Regions from separate parts of the Anas platyrhynchos genome. Here region 1 is linked to region 2. A link is a contact called in public Hi-C data. All regions are on one chromosome and are shown on one strand. Each heading gives the region's core, a stretch centred on a gene start, on an enhancer-like site or on the middle of the called end of the contact. The rest is flanking DNA. Distances are from core to core; before and after follow the strand shown. Region 1 holds the start of BRCA1 (BRCA1 DNA repair associated). Region 2 holds the start of BECN1 (beclin 1).

The links. A called contact is a pair of places that touch in the nucleus more often than the background predicts.
Region 1: a contact with region 2 is called in a Hi-C map of skeletal muscle, with 2.4 times the contacts expected there. The contact joins the promoter of BRCA1 here to the promoter of BECN1 in region 2. A contact is called at or near these places in 4 of 8 Hi-C or Micro-C datasets (liver, skeletal muscle and subcutaneous adipose tissue).

What each region holds. Positions count from the first base shown.
Region 1 is chr28:1,344,313-1,347,012 of IASCAAS_PekinDuck_T2T, reverse strand. BRCA1 (BRCA1 DNA repair associated) reads left to right here and starts at 1,254. Exons shown (of 23, transcript XM_038168748.2): 1 at 1,254-1,332; 2 at 1,855-1,953; 3 at 2,684-2,700. The coding sequence starts at 1,874. It overlaps NBR1 (NBR1 autophagy cargo receptor), which reads right to left and starts at 1,093. Exons shown (of 21, transcript XM_027445428.3): 1 at 800-1,093. The coding sequence starts at 901.
Region 2 is chr28:1,214,596-1,217,295 of IASCAAS_PekinDuck_T2T, reverse strand. BECN1 (beclin 1) reads left to right here and starts at 1,377. Exons shown (of 11, transcript XM_027445495.3): 1 at 1,377-1,611; 2 at 1,724-1,794; 3 at 1,893-1,951; 4 at 2,240-2,330; 5 at 2,565-2,700. The coding sequence starts at 1,476. It overlaps PSME3 (proteasome activator subunit 3), which reads right to left and starts at 1,180. Exons shown (of 11, transcript XM_027445595.3): 1 at 1,003-1,180. The coding sequence starts at 1,044.

The DNA.
Region 1 (2,700 bases), core at 5-2,504, 130 kb before region 2:
CGTCCAACGAAAGAGTCTTGACTACATAGGACGGGAAAACTCAAGACAAAAACTCCTCGGTATGCCAAGTATCTGATATGCAGATCTTCACAGACACCTGCCTAGGTACACAAGGCCTGCTGACAGGAACAGTTACAGCCACATGGGTACACAAAGCACCAGGAAACAGGAAACCAAAAGCCTATGTTCAGGACTCGGCATCCCAGAGGATAAAAAAAAGAGAGAGAGAAAGAGAGAAACCCTCTGTAAGTAACAGAGAAAGGCTGAAGTTGTGCCAGGGGAGGTTTAGGTTGGATGTTAGGAAGAACTTCTTTACCAAAAGGGTTGTGAGGCATTGGGACGGGCTGCCCAGGGAAGTGGTGGAGTCACCATCCCTGGAGATCTTTAAAAGACGTTTAGATGCAGTGCTTAGTGATATGGTTTAGTGGAGGGCTTGGTAGTGTTAGGTCAGAGGTTAGGACTGGGTGATCTGGGAGGTCTCTTCCAACCTAAGTGATTCTGTGAGTAATCCAACTACATCTACTCAAATGGACAACAGAACAACAGACGAGCAAAAGTAAGGATTGCCAACAGGAACAGAGCAGAGCACACAGCTCTGGTCCCCTGCCCCCATCTCAAACCAAACCAAACCCAAACCCCACAACCAACCCCCAGCAGCTTTCTCCACAACACCCTTCCCACCTCCCCCTAAGCACAAAACGAGCCCCAAAAGCTCCAACCCCCCCCTGAGGCGACAGAACCGCGCATCACCCCCCCACACACCCCCCTTTAACCCCCAGGAGCCGGGCCCCGGACTCACCATGGCCTCCACATCGGCCCACGTCGTGTGCGCCGAGTCGGACACGAGGAAGCTCTGGGTCTCCCCGCGGCAGCTGACGCGGAGATTCACCTGCGGCTCCATGGCCCGCTCCTCACCGCGGGAGGCCCCTCAGGAGGGCCCGGGGAGGCTCCTCACACACCCGCTGACCCCACCGAGGCCCCGACCCGGCAGCCAGGGCCCCTCAGGGTCCCGCCGCCGCCTCAGCCCCCGCCGCCGCTGCCCCCAGCCCCTCAGCGCCCCGCCGGCCCTAACATGGCGGACAGGCCCCAGCCAGCTCCCCCACCCGCCCTCCGCGCGATGCTATTGGTCGCCCGCCCTGTCGCTCAGCCGCTCCGCCGCGCTGATTGGTCGGTAGGCGGGGCCGCGCGCGGTGGAAACACAACAATAACACAGCCCGGGGAAGCCGGAAGCGGGAGGACGGGCGGCGAGCCAGCGGACGCGCACTTCCGGTGCTCCCAAAATGCAGCGCGCCGCAGGGGCGCTGCGCACGCTGAGGCTTTGAAGGTCACGAGGTAACACCGCAGCCAATCAGGCGCCTCGATCCCCGCCGTGGCAACAGAGGCGGGGCCCCTCCTCGAGAAAGCAGCGAATAAGAGAGCGTTTCTCGGGGCACGTGACTCAGCCGGCGGATGCGATTGGCTGTTGGGGCGCGTTGTTTTTCTGGCTGGCGGGAAGGGCGCGAAATGTGACAGGGCGGCGGTGGGCGGGTGAGGAGCGGGAGGGGAGCGCTGCGGCCTCCGGGCGGCCTCCTCCGGGCAGCCTCCCAGGAGCCTCCCCCTGGCCTCCTCCCGAGCCTCAGCGCCGGGAACGGCCGCGGGGCTCCCCCCCGTGCCCCCTTCAGGCCGTGTGGCGGGGCCCGGAGCCGTCCCGTGGCGCTGTGGGGTGCTCCCTGGGTGCGGGAGGCTCTCGGGGAGCCTCGCCCCGGAGCAGGGGCTGAGGTTCGGGCCCCGGGCTGGGAATTTTCCAGGCTGAATTTTTGGGGCAGCCCCGTGTGGATCTGGGGGGTTATTGGTGTTTTTTTTTATTGTTTGCAGGTATTTGGGGCTGCGAAGCATGGACCTGGCCGTGGTTGCCGCTGGAGAGGTGCAGAATGTGCTCTCGGCTATGCAGAAGAACTTGGAGTGCCCCATTTGGTACGGCCGGGGATCAGCGCTGGGGCTCGGACTTTTATTTTTTGCTTCTGCTGAAGGGATTTGAGAGTGGTGGGGTCAAAAGAAAATACGAAGAGTGATGTTTTAAAGTCAGTTAACGTTGGTGTTTTCTAAGAGCAAATACAAGACAGGAAGCGCGTTTTGCTCAGATATTTTGGCAAGCCTTTGTTTTCGTGTTGCCACCTCCATGACTCGGTGCTCTACCCAACTGAAGTAAAAATATAACTGATCCGATTAGAGCATCGTTTGTAAAGCAGCGTGGATCTTTGCCACCGAAAGTTAAGCGTGGTTTGTACTTCTGCAATGTAAACAAATGCTAAAATAACACAAATTCTGTCTAACGCCTGAATATTTACAATGTCTGATCAGTTCTTAAAGGTTCTTGCTGCTGGTGTTGCAGATTTTTTTTTGTCTATTGTGGCGAATATTTTTTAATCTTTAAATCTTTCTTCTATGTGTTTATGAAGGTACATTTTATATGTATATGAACGTATATTTTCTTGTTTTCTACTACACGGGCTCTTGCACCTCTTCTTTACAAAGGCCTTTGCCCTTGCCATGGGAGGTCAGAATTGAAAGAGAAGCTGCTAGTGTTCCAACACCAAGTTTAAGTTTTGGAAACCGACTGCATTTTTGAAGCTCATTTTGTTGCTGCTATTTTCAAACAAGAACATGGAAGTTATGTTTTCCTTTTCTATTTTTTTTTCTGCAGTTTGGATGTAGTGAAAG
Region 2 (2,700 bases), core at 128-2,627:
AGCGGGGCCAAGCTGGGGAATCCCCTGGGCGTGATGAGCTGAAGGTACAGCTCGGTATCAGCCGAGCACTGCTCTGTGCAGCAGCAGAGAGCACCCTCAGCCTGAGCCCTGGGCTTCCCCTTGCTTTTAGGAGCTGATGAACCACCCTCAGCCTGAACGCTGCATTTCTCCTTGCTTTTAGAAACAGGCAGACCGCTCACAGCCTGAATCTTCCAATTCTCCTTGTCTTTCCAAGGCAGGTACACCACCACCAGCCTGAATCCTGGGCTTCTCCTTGTTTTTAGGCGTGTGTAGTCCGCTTAAGCCTGGCATCTTTCCTTGCTTTTCTGAGCAGGTAGCCCACTCTCAGCCTGAATCCTGGGCTTCTCCTTGCTTTTTTGGAGCAGCTACACCTCCCTCAACCTAAACCTTGCATCCTTCCTTGCCTTTACGAGCTGACAGACCACCCCTCAGCCTGAACCCTTCACCTCTCCTTGTTTTTATGAGCAGCTGCTCCCCCCTCAGCCTGCATCCTGGGCTCCCCCTTGCTTTTCTGAGCAGTCACCCCCTTCTTCGCCTGCACCTTGCGCTTCCCCTTGCTTTTAGAACCAGGCAGCCTCAACCTCCCACCTCTCCTTCCCTTCACGAGGCAGCCACGCCACCCTCACCCTGCACCTCGCTTATCCCCTCCTTATTTTAAACAGGGCCTCACCGCGGAGGCCCCACGCGGGGCGAGACGGGGCTCAAATCACCCAACCCCTCCGCTACCCCCACGGGCCGAGCTCCGCAGCGCTCAGAACAACCCGGAGGGGAACCAAGGAGGGGAAACCCGCCCCTTGGGTGCGCTTTAACCCAACCGGAGCCCTTCAAGGGAGCATCCACAAAGGCCTCGGGCCCGCCGGGGCCGCCAGGGCCTAGCCCCGAGGCCCGGGCCGGCGCGGATCCGCGCCGGCCCGGGCCTCGGGGCTAGGCCCTGGCGGCCCCGGCGGGCCCTTAACGATGGTTGCTGGCGGCGGAGCGCACCTTGAGCTTCACCTCCGGGTCCACCTTGAGCAACGAGGCCATGGCGGCGGGGCCTGCTCCGGGTCTCGCTGCGCCGCGGGGCCGCGCTCTGCCGCCACCGCCGCCGCCGCCGGCTACCGCAGCGCTGCCGCCGCCACAGCCGCCGCCGCCGGAAGTGAGCTCGGCGCGGAGAGGCAGCCAATGGGAGGTTGGATTTCTGCACACGTGATAGGGAGGAGGGTCCTGGTAGGGCAGAGGGAGGGAGGGAATTTAGGGGGTGTGTAGGAAGAGGGGGGGGGGTGGTGTGGGGGGGTTATGTACCTGCCAGGACCTGGCGGGGAGGACTGGAGGGGTTGAGGGCGGAAGTGGAAAGGGAAAAGGGCGGAAGTGGAACGGGAAAGGGGCGGAAGTGGAGGGCTTGATTTCCGGCAGCGGGAGTAATGGCGGCGGTGGCGGTGGGAGCGCGGCGGTGAAGGGAGCCCGGTGGCGGCAGCATGGAGGGCGGGCGGGCCGGTGGTGGTGGCGGCTGCACCACGCAGGTGAGCTTCGTGTGCCAGCGCTGCAGCCAGCCGCTGAAGCTCGACACCTCCTTCAAGATCCTCGACCGCCTCACCATCCAGGAGCTCACCGGTACCGGCAACGGGGGCCCCGGTGGTGGCGGAGGGGGGGGGGGGGGGTGGAATGGGAACGGGAACGGGACCGGGACCGGGTCTCGGCCGCTGACAGCTCCTCGCCCCCACAGCCCCGCTGCTCACCGCCGCTCCCGCCCGGCCCGGGGATGCGCAGGAGGAGGAGAGCAGCGCCCTGAGCGAGGTACGGGGAGGGGGCACCGGGAGGACCGGGGAGGGGGTGGGGGGGGAGCCGCCGGGCCCCAGTAACGGCACCGCCTGGTTCCCTTTCCCTCCCCGCAGGAAGGCTTCGCGGAGAGCCGGCAGGACGGCGTGTCCAGGAGGTTCATCCCACCTGCCAGGTACGGTGGGGAGCCCCCAAACCGGGCACCGGAGCTTTGGGGGGGGGTGGGGAGGAGCCGTGGGCGCTGCCCCTCACGGGGCGCCCCCCGTTTTGCCCCCCCGGTGTATTTAGGGCACCGTTTATCAGTTGTGCGCTTTGGCCGAGCACCAAAATGCTGCCCCCCTCCTTCCCCCAAAAAAATTGGAGGCGATCTCCCCCAACTCCCAAATCCCGGTTGCGCCCTGTTCCCCTGAGCCCCCCTCACCCCCATCCCCGGCGCTCCCTTCCCGGTGAAATTCGTCCCCAGAATGATGTCGACGGAGAGCGCCAACAGCTTCACGCTCATCGGGGAGGCGTCAGACGGCGGCACGATGGAAAACCTCAGCAGGAGGCTGAAGGCAAGTGGTGTGCAGGGGGGGCACCTCGGGTCCTCGTCAAAATTCAGATCCTCGTCACTGACGCTCCACGAGGTCGAATTTATTCCATGACGGCCTTTGAGATGTTTTTCTTGCAAATAGTTGAAAAAAAGGTGGTTTAAAATCCAGGTGTGGCTTGCAGAAATCTTTCTGGGAAGGGAAGAGGCGCGCCCGGCTGTCGGGAGCTCATGGGGGGGGCACGGAATTTCTCCGCAGGTGACCGGCGACCTCTTCGACATCATGTCGGGGCAGACGGACGTGGATCACCCCCTGTGCGAGGAGTGCACGGACACGCTGCTGGACCAGCTGGACACACAGCTCAACATCACCGAGAACGAGTGCCAGAACTACA